2 separate regions of the Sus scrofa genome follow, and region 2 is linked to region 1. The links are chromatin contacts, called in public HiChIP or PLAC-seq maps. All regions are on one chromosome and are shown on one strand. The core of a region is the stretch at or near the end of the contact, and the rest is flanking DNA. Distances in the headings are between cores, read along the strand shown.

Region 1 (7,842 bases), core at 4,245-6,744:
GTACTTGTGTGAAGGGCTGGGTGTGAAGAAGCTGGCAAGTCTGGGGCCAGGGTAGCTGGCGGCCCGCCTGAGCCCAGGTAGCTGATCAGGGCACTTCAGAGGTGAAGCACCTGTACTGTTCCGTCGTCGGGGAAAGGAAGTACCCAAGTGAGCAGGCACCACTGCCTGGAGAACTCACGGGAACAGGACAAAGGAAAAGAATCCAGGAGGCCCCAACAGGTCTCCTGCTGGAGCAGCAGGAAGGCAGAAGAACGGCTAACAGGGACAGGGCAGCTGGTCTGCTCAGAAGGTGAAAGGCAAACTACCCGCACCCCCGCTTCCAGGCACAGCCTGGGGTGGCCAGGATGAGAGGGACCATCGTCCTGGACTGCCCTCCTCCCAGGTGCCTTCCTGCCGCCTGGGCTGACGGCTGGCAGCTCAGGCAGAGGAGCTGGACCAAAGCTGTGTTGGTTACCTGCTCCCACCCCGACACCCCACTGCCTCTGACCTCTCTTCCATGCTGGCTCCCACTTTGGGTGCCCTGTGCTGCCTGGCATGTTCCCTGGGGCCACCTGGGCCTGCTCCCTGTGTGACGCTTCTTTTTCGTCTCAGTGTAGGCCTTCCTGCCTGGGAAGCACACTCACCGTAGGTGAAGAAGCTCGGCAGGTAGAGGACCTTCCTCCCCAACACATTGGTCCCAATGGTGGGGGGCATCGGCTCATGACCCACCTTCAGAATCAACAAAAACAAAGGTAAAGTCAGATTCTGCTATGGATGCAGTCTCACTGCTTCTCATCTTTCCCAGGCCTCTAACGCTTTTCCCACAAAGTCTAAAGCAGCTCTGGTTGATGTTCTCCCCATGAAAGTGTACCTAAAATTTTATTTGGTCTTTGTAGGGCCCCCACCCACAGCATATGGACGTTCCCAGGCTAGGGGTCAAATCAGAGCCACATTTCCCAGCCTACACCACAGCAATGCCAGATCCAAGCTACAGCTGAGATCTGCACTGCAGTCTATAGCAACGCCGGATCTTTAATCCACCGAGTGAGGCCAGAGATTGAAGCCACATCCTCATGGATATCAGTCAGGTTCTTAACCCGATGAGCTACAATAGGAACTTAATGTACCTGAAATTTCATCCTAACCAAGACAGTGTCCATAACTATCAGCATCACATCATCTCCCCAACGCACAGAAAGGGCCAGGCCCAGACACCACCCTTACCGCAAACTGTCACCCCACCCTCAACATTCTTACCTTCCAATTCCAGATATTTCCAGTGCAGAAAACCCCCACGTTTATGTACTTAAAACCCCATGTTCATCCCAGAAAAAAATCTCAGTTAATTCTCATCTCCAGGTTAAAAACTCCAGGCAAGTCTCGATCCAAAGTGTGCCCACACCAAAACACATCGCATCCAAATCTTAGCCCTAAACTTCAGATCGCTCACTCACCCTGCACTCAGATTTCCTACTGCACCCACCGTGAGTGTCAACTCATCTGTCCCTCTCACCCCTGGGCAGAGCAAACTGTCACCTCAAATGTCAGCTGCTCCTCAAACTCCTCAACTGTGATCTAACCCTGACCACCCTCTTTCCCTACTTTCCTGTAACAGAATGACTTCCTCACTTCCTTTGATTTTTCTTTTCTTTCTTGGCCAACCCACTGCATGTGGAGTCCCCAGGCCAGGGATCAGATCTGAGCTGCAGTTACGACCTATGCCATAGTTGTGGCAACGCCAGATCCTTAACCCACTGTGCTTGGCCAGGGGTTGAACTTGGGTCCTAGTGCTCTGGAGATGCTGCCAATCCTGTTGTGCCACAGTGGGAACCCTGACCTCCTCATTTCTGTGGGGTTATCATAATTCTTATCTGCCAAACTCACAGGTGGGTGAAGGACCAAGCCACCCAAACCCATGTGAGGAGGAGAGTTCTCTCCTGAGGGGTGAGGCCATGTGGTATGCTGCCGTTTAACGAGAAGGTTCTCTGCTGCCAGGCGAGAAGCAAGGATCAGCACCTTACTGGGGTGTGAGAAGGCTGTTCCCTGGCAGGAGGCCAGGCCACCAGCCCCTGCCCTCAGAGCAGGCCAGACGAACCCGTGGACCAGAGGAGCCCCTCTTAGATGTGGAAGAGGGTAGAAACAGCAGAGGTGGGAGGCTCTGCCTTATAGGTGGAACCAGGTATGTTTCTAGTGTTTTCTGGGCTCCATTTCCTTTCCTCTTCACCTTCGTCAAGTATTTCTGAAAGTTCAGGCTGTCCCTTGTGAATGGGATTCTGAGCTACGTGACAGGTTACCGATTATAAATTAAACACTCTCCAAGAGTGTCTCCATGGAGACTTTCCACTAAAAAAAAAAAAAAAAAAAAATTCTAACCCAGGGGAATTGCAGGAAAGGGATGAGCCAGCTGACCCAAGCAGTTAGCCCTCCCCTTCCAGATCTTTCCCCTTCTGGATTAAACGCTTAAAGTTTCTGGAGTTAGTTTTGATTTTGTTCTCTCATACGGGAGTATTCCCTTTATACCCTCAACTCTCAGTCTGAGCCAGTGTTGTTTTGCTGCCTTACCCAGTCTAGTCACCACAACCGGGGAGCCCCCTCTATTCCAATTCCACCCTTAAACTTGCTGAGTCCCTTTACTCCGTATTCCCATAGCTCCCACCCAGGTTATCAAAGGCACACTGGCTGTATCTCACCCCTATTTCCCTCACTGAGTTTTCATTAAGTGTTCCCAAGTCTATTCACCCAACTTGATCCCCAAACCTGTTAACTTTGACCTAACCAGAGCCCAAGCTGCGGCTCTATAAAAGATACTGGCAGACCCAGTCCCTCAAATTTCCAAGTCTTCAAACCTAACACCGACGATCCTTTTCTTAGGCGCTGCATTCTTACTCATTTAATGCAGACCACCGCCAAATCTGCCACTCCATCCTGCCACCCAAACTGGGATCTGCTTTTTTGCAAAATGTTATCTCTGATTCCCAAGCTATTCCTGTAAGATTTCACCCTCAGGAAGTTCTCTTGTGGCATCCAGCGTTGTCACTGCAGTGGTTAGGGTCGCTGCTGTGGTATGGGTTCCATCCCTGGCCTAGGAGCTTCCACATGCCACAGGAGCAGCCAAAAAAAAATTTCACCCTCAAATATGTTACACTCCGCACCAGCTGCGTCCAAACGGATAGAGCACCTCAGTCACCACAACTGGGCTTACCTATCCTTACTCACCCACCAGGCAGTTCTTCTCACCCTCTGGACTCCCTCATTCCTCAATCCCCAATTCCCCATTCTCTCTCATTCCTCAACTGCCTTTCCAAATGACCCTTATTTCAATTTTCTTTTTAGACTCGTAAACCAAATCTACTAAGGTCCAAACAATGAAGCCATTTTCTAGTTTCCTTCACAGGGAGGCCCCCCCCCCCCAGTTCCTTGTACTCCAGCATCCTCTACTCTGCAGACACTCCTACTGGCCACCCTAAAGTCCCAGCCCTCACCCAGTCTCGCTCTATCATCCTTACTTCTCATCTCAGGTACCACCAGTTCCAAAAGCCTCAATTTCTCTCTCAAATCTGTAATCTCTGTTGCTTTAAATCCAAATTTTGTAAGAAGCTCTCACTCCCAAGTCAGGACCAATGTCAGTTTTGACCTTCCTCTGTTGGCCGTTTCCAAATCTCAGTTGCAATTAGATTCTAGTCAGGTGACCCAACGTCTCTGACTGAATATCCTCATTCCTTGTCATACTCGTCACATTCCAAAATCCAGTGCCCCCATTCCTGACCCCAGATTTCAATTACTTCTATTATCAAGTTCCTCTCATTTCAGTTGTATCTCTCACTTTTCAGCCATCATCAGAGCAGTAAATCCAATCCCCATTTGCCCCATCTTGAATTAATTCTCAAGTTTTGGTTAGCTCTTCATCTCAATTTTTACCTCCTCCCCTCACCTTAACTGAAAATTCTAAGCTAAATCTTCAGATATCAGTCTCCAGGCCGGAACCATCCTCTACAGGGTGCCCATCTCAGTCACACCCACCGAATTCTGCCAAATGCACTTCCTCCATCCCAGACCCACCCCCTTCCAGCTCCATCTCTCCCTTTCTTAAGCAACCCAATTCATCTGTCAGGCACTGCTGGTCCCCCCAAACATGCCAACCGCCCCTGCATGCCTCCATTCCAGAGACATCCTACCTTGGTCTCATTTTCTGCCAGCCCCTGCACATCCTGCCACCTTGTGCTTAAAATGCCCCTTCTGCCCAATTCCAATTTGCCTGTAACCCTTCAGCCCATACCCCTCCCCAACCATGACTTCAATTTTCTCCTCCAAATGCGTCATCCTTTCCCCCCAAAAGCCTCCTCCTAGCTCCCCTTTCCAGACAAACCTCCACTACCCCTCCCCCGCCCCCGTGTCGCCCTATCTGTTCCCCTCCCCCAAGGCACGTCATCACCGTCCCCTCCTCCCATCAAATCTGCCGTCGCCATCAAGTCCAGAGCCCCCATCTCCTTAAAACGATAGCTCTCCGGTGTTAAATCCTTTGCCTCCGCCCTTTCGCACCAAATTCTGTCACCGTTAAATTTAATGCTCCCGTCCCCTCCTCCCCGGAGTCTGATGCCCCTTTTTCTTTCTTAAACGTTTGGACCAGACTCTCTAGTCCTTTGTTTCCTCCAAACCACTGTAAGTCCATCTCTATTAAATCCAGAGTTCTTGCTTCCCTTCACCTTAAATGTGCCCATCTTCTGAATACTCTGCCTTGGCCCCCAAACCTCCTCCTCAGCCATTTGCCAAAACTTCCCGCCCCCCCCATCGTTGCTTCTTTCCTCACCCCCAAATGCTGCCCCTTCCCTCCTAGTGCAAGTTCATCGCCTCCATTCTTTCATTTCCCAAACCTGTCATCCGTTCCATCGTCCCCTCCCCCTGCACCTCGTTCCTTCCTCTCTCCCAAATCTGACGCTGACCTTTTGCCCCTTCTCTTGCACCCCCAAACCCATGCCCCTTGCATCCTCAAATCACTTGCCGCTTTCCTCCTCTCCCACTCCTACCGCGCATCAACCCGCCGTCCCCGCCCCTCTCCTCAATACACCGCCATTGCCTCCCCCGCCCCCATCCTTCTCCAGACCCTGGCCTGTCACCTTCACATCGGCCCCCGCCTCCCTAAGACGCCCCTGGCTCCACACCTGGATGAGCAGCTTCACGTAGAGCAGCGGGTGACTGAGAGCCGTCACTCCTGCACCCAGCGCCACGAAAAGAGCCTCGGTGGTCGGGGCGTTGTCCCCGGAGCCCAGGCCCCCGGACGCGCCGTCCATCCTGCGGGCGGAGGGTTGCGCCGCAGGCCGAGGGTGGCGCGGGTGCGCGCGGTGTGCGGGCGGCGGGTCGCGAGCCCGGGCCTCGACCCCCGCCGCCGCTCCGCCGCGAGCTCCTGCTCCTGCTCCGGCTCCCGCCATTCCCGCGGCACCGCCGCGAGCCCAGGGCGCCACTTCCGGGTCCGAAGCCCCCATGGCGCCGGGCGGCGAGGTCACTCCCCCGTCACGTGACGGGCGGGCGCACCGCCCCTAAGCGCGTCGGGGGTGGGGCCGGGCCTCACCACTCGCGGCCGCGGGGGTGTGCGGCATCGTGGGACGGCTGGCGGTAAGCGCCAGTTGTGGGCCCCGGGTCGGGGTTGGGGCCTGGCTCTGCACTGGGCTGTGGCCCGGGGGTCAGTGGTTGCGGGCGACCCAGACTGTAGGCTCAGAGACCGTGAAGGCCGCCGCCAGCGCGGGAGCTCCCCCGGGGGGCCAGGAGAGCGGCGGGGGCGGTGCTCGGATGCTCCGCAAACGCCCTCAATTTGGTCTGAGGCGCTTGCAAGCCCCTTCCCTGGCTCGGAGTGTTGTCCGCAGTTCTGGACCCGACTCTTTGCGGCCCGGATCCCAGTCCTGCGGCCTCCTGCTGCTGGCCGAACCCCTCCGCGTTCTCCAGCCTCGGCATACTCCCTTTCCCTCCCCCCCAGGCCAAATCCGGCTGCCCCCTCGGCAGTTGTGGTCATTCTGCTTTGCAGTTGAGCCTCCGCCAACCTCCCTCACAGTTGCTGGTTAGAAAATACGTTTGCTCAAAAGTACTTGCGTATCTACTTCACTAGATGGAAAGGTTTTAACCAGTTTAAGCTTGCGTATCTCCTTCACTAGATGTGAAGGTTTTAACTAGTCAGCATGAGCACACGCAGGCATTGTGTTAGGCTCTGATAGTCTAATCTTTAGTTAATAAAAATGAATAATAATTGGCTCTTAAATTGCATTTACTACGTCCAGACGTTTTTAAAAGTGCTTTGCAACATGTCAACTCTAGTATGATCCTCACAACAGCCCTGTGAAGAAGTTGCCTATTCCAGCAAGTGCCCTGTTCATGTTTGTAAGCGTGCCCTCCCCCTGCAACAACACCTAAAACCTGCTAGTTAGTTGTGGAGATGCAAAAGAAAAGTAGCTGTTTAAATGGAAAGAAATCCAGTACCCTAGAGTTGGGAGGGACACAGCCATGGGGGAGCTGATCCCTTTGTCTGTACTCATCCTGTGTTCATTGTGGGAAGGTTCCTCAGAATAGACATCTACCTTCTGACGGCTTAGTCCGGGTTTCCTGAAGTCTGCCCTTCTTGCCGCCTAAAAGCCCCCCCCCCCATTACTCCTGACAACAAATACTCTGTATACTTTCCACATTCAAATCCTGTCAGTCTACCTGTCCCCTTGGTCTCGCCCCTACCCTGGCTTCACTAACCCAAGTTTGTTCTGGTCTGGAACACTGTAAAGCATCCTAGCTCTTTCAAGTGTTACCCTTTCAAATACACCTTTCATCAAACCTACCTCCCACCCCTAGGAGCACTTTTTTTGTGTGTGTGGCCCGGCCTACAGCATGTTGAAGTCTGAGCCAGGGATTGAACCTGCACTACAGCAGTGACCTGGGCTGCTACAATGACAATGCCAGATCCTTAACCTGCTGAGCCACCAGGGAACTTCAGGAGTGCTTTTTTTTTTTTTTTAAGGGCCACAGGTGTGACATATATAAGTTCCCAGGCCAGGGGTCAAATTGGAGCTGTAGCTGCCAGCCTACACCAAAGCCACAGCAACTCCAAGTCTAAGCAGCACCTATGACCTACACCGCAGCTTGCCACAATGCCAGACCCTTAACCCACCGAGCAAGGCCAGGGATTGAACCCATATGCTCATGGATACTTGTTAGGTTCTTACTGTGCTGAGCTACAAGGGGAACTCCAGGAGCACTTTAATGACTTCCTTGCTTAGCATTAGCTCCACTGAGCAGCCTGGGTGTATGTACTTAGAGCTGTAAAGCAGTTAGCTCTGGGCTGGTTAGTGGACCCTATGGTTCTGTTGTCTTCTGTGATTGCTGCCTCTTAGGGCTTACCATGCTACACTGTGGTTGCCAGCTTCCCTGTCAGTCACCCCTGTTAGATTGTAAAGAACTACCCTATTCATGGTTGGCATAGTGCCTGGCACATGGTAGGAACCCACTAAATATTTACTGGAAAACGCATGAATGAGCAAAATACTTTTAACATTTGCACAAAGTTATTTATGTAGCACCACTTACAGAATGAAAACTTTAGAAAGGCTCATATGCCCCTAAGTAGTATCAAACAGGAAAAAATTAACAAGAAGTAATACTCTTGTAGACCTTGCGAATTGCCAGGTAAATAGATCAGCAATCTCTGGGCTCCTGTGGGTAACTACTGTTACAATGAAAAGAGAGAATACAAAATAGTAAGTACCCACTATTGAAACTAAGTTGATATCACACTAATCAGATCAGGAAGGAACTTGAGGTGATGCCAAGGCCAGATGAGAGTTCCACTCTCACCTGGGAAGGGGTGAGGTGCACCAGGTGTCAGAGTTTATC
Region 2 (6,804 bases), core at 2,109-4,608, 67 kb before region 1:
GCTAGTATAAGAAAGCCATCTGGACTAAAGAAGCCTTGGAAATCAAAAGAAAGTTAGCAGGTTGCTCTCCACCTCCCATTGGCCTTTCTGTCTAGTGTGGGACGAAGAGTGGATGGGAACAGAGGAGTGCTGGAAAGAAGCGAGGTGCAGCATGTTAGGTCATGAGGAAGAGCTTGGACTGGGGTGGCATGGCAGGGTCTGCTGCGTGCTGTTGGCTGTTTTCCAGCTCGCTCTGTAGCACATTGGCTCCAGCCTGTTATACAGAGCACACATCAGATAAAACCTTTTCAGATAGATGGAGGCCAAGCTGAAGTCTGGACACTTCTCCTTTTGTTATTGGAAATGCTATGAGAAGGGGACGAAGAGCCCCACTTGTACACTGGACCCTGCTCCCAGATACTACCTCGCCGCTGTTCGGTCCCTTCCCACCCAGTATAAGCACATTCTATATTCACCTTGACGACAAAGCTTACAGAGGAATCAAAAGTAGCTCTTCCTCTAGTTGGGTTCGTTTCTGCTGAGCCTCAACAGGAACTCCTAAATTGTGCACCTTAAACGAATGAATTTTCTGGTATGTGAATTCAGTCTCGATAAGGCTGTTTTGTTTTTTAAAAATGTATGAGCTACACAGAGCAAAACAGTACCCTTTCCCTCCTGTCCGGCACTAGAAGCCCCCAGCACAGGCTTTCTCAGCAGCCTCTGTCCTCACCTCGCTGGCCCCACTGCCTCCTGTGCTCTTCCCATGCGCTGTGGAACCTTGCTGCTCTGAGGACTCTCAGTTTGCTTATCTATAAATTGAGAGTGTCAATGCTGCAATAATTATAAAGAGGAAACTACATAACCTGCGAAAATGCCTAGCATCAGGCTTGGCGCTTAGCACGTTAGTTTTCCTTCCCCCTCCCTCATAAGTCCTTTGGAAACTGAAATGCTCCGTATGTGTAGCATGTTATGATTATTTATGCCTCATGGTATGTCCCTTACTCAGAGTTCTTGTATTTTGGCAAGAATTCACCGTATTTGACCTCTAGTAAGGAGCATTTGAAAATAAATAAAAAGAAAGTATAACTTTCAGTATGCCACCGAAACAGGTGCCACTAAAGGGCTTTCTGCTGCCCCTGGGGCTGGTGGCGAGCGCTGTGGGTGCTACACAGTGCAGTGCTCCGGATGGGAAGCGTGGGTGGCAGCTGCCTCAGGGGGACGCAGGTTCTGTCTGCAAGAGCTGGAAGGTGCTCAGGAGATACTCACACAAACACAGGGTTTCCTACTCTGCACTGCTGCTGCCTTAGGCTGACTGCACAGAACGTTCCTGTGATTAAAAGTCAGTTTCCACGTGTGTTTATTGATTTAAAGAACTGACTTCATCTCGGACACATTTGGTTGTTGACTTTTGTTCTAGGCTCTCGTGATTGGGTTTCTGTTGGGTTTTCATCAGAAACAATCTGGTGAAACATTTTGGACTCAAATTAGAGTTTATCACAAACACATCTCAGAGAACACAGACGAAACCCAGAATGGAACAGAAAGCAAACAAGAAATAATGCAATAAATATTGTGAACAGAATAGTCTCAGCGGGAAGGAACACAGAGTAAATGAGGACTGCGTGGAAACAGAGCCAGCCCCTCAGAGAAAGGTGTCGGGGAGCCAGGGAGCACTCACATCAGGGTCAGGGTCTGGGTGGGGCATTCTTACAGTGCTGACCATCTAGTCCTTGGGCCTAGAAACCACGGTTAGCAACCCTACCCGCTCTGAGCTGGGCAGGGCGAGCTCATGGGCAGATGCAATTCACTTTACTCTGAAGACAGGCCCCTGGGAGTTTCCTTTGTGGCTCAGCAGGTTCCAAACTCAAGTAGTATCCGTGACGATGTGGGTTCGATCCCTGGACTCACTCAGTGGGTGAAAGATCCAGCATTGCCGCTAGCTGTACTGTGGGTTGCAGACACGGCTTGGATCTGGCATTGCTGTGGCTGTGCTGTAGGCTGGTAGCTGCAGCTCCAATTCGACCACTAGCCTGGGAACTTCCACATGTGGCCCTAAGAAGACAAAAATAAATAAATAAATAAAAAGACCAAAAAAAAAAAGACAAGACCTCCTTTTGTGGCATAGTGGAAACGAACCTAACTAGGATCCACAGGACGCAAGTTCGATCCCTGACCTCCCTCAGTGGGTTAAGGATCCAGTGTTGCTGTAGGCTCTGGTGTAGGTCACAGAAGCAGCTTGGATCTGGCATTGCTGTGGCTGTGGCATAGGCCAGTGGCTACAGCTCCGATTTGACCCCTAGCCTGGGAACCTCCATATGCCACAAGTGCAGCCCTAAAAAGAAAAAAAAAAAGATGGGCCCCTGAAAAGTCTTATCTCTGCTCCATTCCTTCTTTCTGTGCCCTGTTCTCACTCTTCCTTCCCAGAGCCATCCTGGCCTCCACTTATACTTGTGAGCCAAGGGTTTGGGGTGTTGGAGAAGACATGGACGCAGAGGGACTCATCACTGATGGTGGGACCATCCTTTCTACCTGCCCCTCCCCCACTGTTCAGCCCTCTGGGTCACAGGTTAGAAAATGGCATGTCCAACCTCATGTCGCTGAACATAGCTTCTCAAACGGTTCAACTTCAGTTGTTGACTTGACTTAGGGGATACTTGTACATGTTTAAAAATATTTTCTGGAGAGTTCCCTGGTGGCACAGTGGGTTAAGGATCTTGTGTTGTCACTGCTGTGGCAGGGTGCGATTCCTGGCCCAGGAACTTCCCCATGCCATGGGTGTGGCCAAAAATATATATATATATATTTTTTTGTTTGTTTGTTTGTTTTTCCATAAAATCCAAAAGGGTATACAGAGAGGAGTACCTCTCCTTTCCACCTCTGTCCCCTAAGTGCTCTGTTTCCTGCTCTGGGGCTACCTTATTTCATAGTTACCTTTTCAGAGGTTGCCAGTGCTTATCACTGTTAGCTTTTTTTTTTTTTTTTTTTTTTGTCTTTTTGCTATTTCTTGGGCCGCTCCTGCGGCATATGGAGTCTCCCAGGCTAGGGGTCTAATCGGAGCTGTAGCTGCCAGCCCATTCCAGAGCCACAGCAACTCGGGATCCGAGCCGCGTCTGCAACCTACACCACAGCTCACCGCAACGCCGGATCGTTAACCCACTGAGCAAGGGCAGGGATCGAACCCGCAACCTCATGGTTCCTAGTCAGATTCGTTAACCACTGCGCCACGACGGGAACTCCCACTGTTAGCTTTTTAAATTATTCTTATAGCTCTCTGATTCCATTGCTTTGGATACTGGTTTACCTGCTGCCTCTGCTTCCTCCACATCCCTTCTTCCTCTCTCAGACTTTGACCCCTGGTGGACAAATGACTGTGAGCAGAATGAGTCAGACCCCATCCCTGCCAACTGCACCGGCTGCACCCAGAAGTTGCCCCTAAAAGTAATGCTCCTGGAAGACACCCCAGTGAAGTTTGAGAGACTCCATCCTCTGGTGATCAAGGTGAGCAAGAAGTGAGCAGAGTCTCCCACTGATCAGTGGGTGGCTAGAAAACAGCAAGCTCTGTGACATTCCTGATGAGTAACTCCACATGGTTTTGTTGCACTTTTGTTTTCTGCCCTGCCAAGACCGGACAGCCCCTGTCATCTGAGGAGCTTCAGCAGTTTTTGTGCCAGTACCCTGAGGTGACAGAAGGCTTCACCGAAGAGTTTTTCGCCAAGTGGTGGCGCTGCTTTCCTCACCGGTGGTTCCCATTTCCTTATCCCTGGTAAGTGTAAAGGGGCTCAGTCTGCATGTGGGTAGAAAGAGGGCGGACCAGCTGTCAGACTGGTACCACCTACTGCTGTGCCCACACTGCATGCGCGTGCTTTACACACGCCCTTCGAGGAGTTCCCACTGTGGCGCAATGGGCTCGACTGTGTCTCTGGAGCACTGGACTGCAGGTTTGATCCCCAACCTGGCACAGAGGGTTAAGGATCTGACAATGGCACAGCTGTGGTGTAGGTCACAGCTGTGGCTCAAATCTGATCTGTGGCCCGGGAATTTCTATATGCCACAGGGTGGCCACACAAACACACACACACACACACACACACACACACACACACACACACACACACACACACACACACCATACCACACACACATCACACCACACTGCACCACACACACATACCCCCAGGTCAAATGATTGATAATGCCACAGGGTGGCCACACAAACACACACACACACACACACACACACACACACACACCATACCACACACACATCACACCACACTGCACCACACACACATACCCCCAGGTCAAATGATTGATAATTCAGGCACATGCTGTTGAAAAACCAACTAAGGGAGATAAGTCAAAGGGGGAGCCACTGTGGGCAGACACCCAGATTGCCTAGTAGATTCGTAATTTACTTCTGAGTAGGTGTTTAGCATTTTGTTTATGTTGAATGAGTCCTGGAGGTTGAGGACCATAGAGAGAGCACGAAGAATAGAAGGGAGACGTTCCCTGGTGGCCTAGCGGTTAAGGATTCACCATTGCCACTGCTGTGGCACAGGTTCTATCCCTGGCCCAAGATCTTTTACATGTTGTGGGCATGCCCAAAAAGGGGGAAAAAGAATAGAAAGGAAACTTATTTCTTGGCACTTGTTTGTGCCAGACAGCGTGCCTTGGTGCTTAGTGTCTGTTACTCATTAGTGATACACATAATAGCACTGGGAAATAGGAATTATCATTTTTGGATCAGAAAAGGGTGAGAGGAATTCCCCTTATGGGGCAGCGGAAACGAATCCGACTAGGAACTATGAGGTTGTGGGTTCGATCCCTGGCCTCGCTCAGTGGGTTAAGGATCTTGCGTTGCCACGAGTTGTGGTATAGGTTGCAGATGTGGATTGGATCCTGTGTTGCTGTGGCTATAGTGTAGGCCAGCAGCTGTAGCTCTGATTGGACCCCTAGTCTGGGGACCTCCATATGCCGTAGGTGTGGTCCTAAAAAGCAAAAAAAAAAAAAAAAAAAAAAGTGTGGGAATCAGAAGGTTAAGTGCTTTTTTTTTGGTCTTTTCTAGGGCCGCACTTGCGGCATGTGGAGGTTCCCAGGCTAGGGGTCTAATCAGAGCTGTAGCCACCGGCCTACACCACAGCCACAGCAATGCCAGATCTGAGCCATGTCTGTGACCTACACCACAGCTCACGGCAATGCTGGATCCTTAACCCACTGAGCAAAGCCCGGGATCGAACCCACAATCACATGGTTCCTAGTCGGATTTGTTAACCACTGCGCCACAATGGGAACTCCCCAGGAAGGTTAAGTACTTTGCTTAAAGTCACCCAGCCAGGATTGAAACTCCAGGCTATCCCCCTCTTCCTTCCTGTGTCCCATAGAAGACATGGTCCATTTAGTTCTTGGGGTGAAAGTTGCTTTCTAGAAACAAAGGCAAGCCAGTTTCCTTCTAGAACATTCCAAAGAGAATTAAAATTGCCTTTTCAGGCTTTTTGTTGTGTAATTTCTCTGCCTCTGCCTTTCTTTAAATTTGCCCTTTGTTGCATAATCAAATACTCAGTTTAACAAGCATATCCGGCTTCCCACTTCGTGCTGCTTCACCTCAAAAGGTTCACGATTTTTGGCCCTTCCTCTTCCCTCTTCTCTTTTCTTGCCTCCTTGCTGTTACTTCAGACGCTTTTCCCAGATGGGATGAATGGAGTGTTTCTTTTCTTCCTCTATATGTTGTTTTAGCTGGATTTTATAAACACCCCACCCACATGGACAAATTGCGGCTGTAGCATTTGTGTGTGTGTACAAGTCACGGTTCATTGGTTTGGCATGACTGTTCTTCATGGACCAAATTCTTCAAATATTGTCCTGACATTTTACCCCTCTTCACCCACCGCCCACAGCTTTCCCACCCTGGCCGTGCTCTCTGTTCGTCACCGAGTTAGGCTGGTTTGCCCAGTTCACTTACTTTTTTTCTCTCACACGTTTCACAGGAGAAGACCTCTGAACAGATCACACATTTTACGTGAGCTTTTTCCTGTCTTCACCTTCCTGCCGTTTCCAAAAGACGCCTCCTTGAAAAAGTGCTTCCTTCTTCAACCGGAACCTATTGCGGGGAGTAAGGTAGGAAATTTTGAGAGGACGTGGGGCAAGAACGTTTCTCACTGGGGACCTGGGCTGATGTCCTAGTCAGAGCCTTCCCTGCATGTCAACTTGGAGGGTGAAACCTCGTTACCGAAGGGGTGCCTACGGAACGTCTAGTTACCTGGCCGGTCTGTCTCCTGCCCTTCCCACCTGAGGGCAAGCTGCTTGTCTACATTAAAGGAAACAGAATCCTAAACTTTGAAGGGTCCTGAGCCGTTGGTCGGTCTTCGCTGCCCCAAGGTAGCAAGCAGGCTGATGTATATAAATGAATAGTATGTAACTGCATAGTCCAACCTACTCATTTTGTAGATAAGGAAGCTGAGCCCCAGAGAGATTAAATGATGACTCACCCAAGGACACAGCAAGTTAACAAGAAAACCCTCCTCACCTTCCACCCCTAGGTTGGCTTTCCCCCAAAATAAACACAAGAGAAAGTGCAGACAAGAACTGGGGACGCGGAAAGCTCGGGAGCACAGAGAGGTTTGGGAACAAAGGGAAGATAGGCACGTGCTGAGCAGGCGGCCCAGTGCGGGCGGCAGTGCTCCTTACCTCAGTCCGTGGCCGAGTCCCCAGAGCCCATGGTTACATCTCTGGGGCCAGCAGACTAGGCAGAGCTGTTCTGTGTTTGTGTCTGTTTACCTTTCCCTTAATTGCTCCATGTTGAGTGTCATTCCTGGGGAAGGTTTTTGA

The links. HiChIP or PLAC-seq counts read pairs in DNA pulled down with a chosen protein or histone mark.
Region 2: a contact with region 1 is called in an H3K27ac HiChIP or PLAC-seq map of alveolar macrophages. The contact joins the enhancer-like site here to the promoter of MTCH1 in region 1. A contact is called at or near these places in 2 of 5 promoter capture datasets (both in liver), 14 of 47 Hi-C or Micro-C datasets (alveolar macrophages, embryonic fibroblasts, epiblast stem cells and 6 more) and 2 of 2 datasets of contacts at active chromatin or transcription factors (alveolar macrophages and skeletal muscle).

What each region holds. Positions count from the first base shown.
Region 1 is chr7:32,630,081-32,637,922 of Sscrofa11.1, forward strand. MTCH1 (mitochondrial carrier 1) reads right to left here and starts at 5,495. Exons shown (of 12, transcript NM_001244167.1): 1 at 5,139-5,495; 2 at 624-708. The coding sequence starts at 5,459. It overlaps LOC110261512 (a long non-coding RNA gene), which reads left to right and starts at 5,491. Exons shown (of 2, transcript XR_002345692.1): 1 at 5,491-5,589.
Region 2 is chr7:32,564,858-32,571,661 of Sscrofa11.1, forward strand. It overlaps C7H6orf89 (bombesin receptor-activated protein C6orf89 homolog), which reads left to right. Exons shown (of 10, transcript XM_021098652.1): 6 at 3,323-3,477; 7 at 3,603-3,742; 8 at 5,964-6,093. Among named protein-coding and RNA genes, the nearest start is that of PPIL1, 20 kb to the left of the region's middle. Within about 2 kb of position 3,359, at least 5 of the 83 cell types and tissues checked have an H3K27ac peak or open chromatin away from gene starts, as enhancers often do. A contact at or near this core is called in alveolar macrophages, where this site is marked.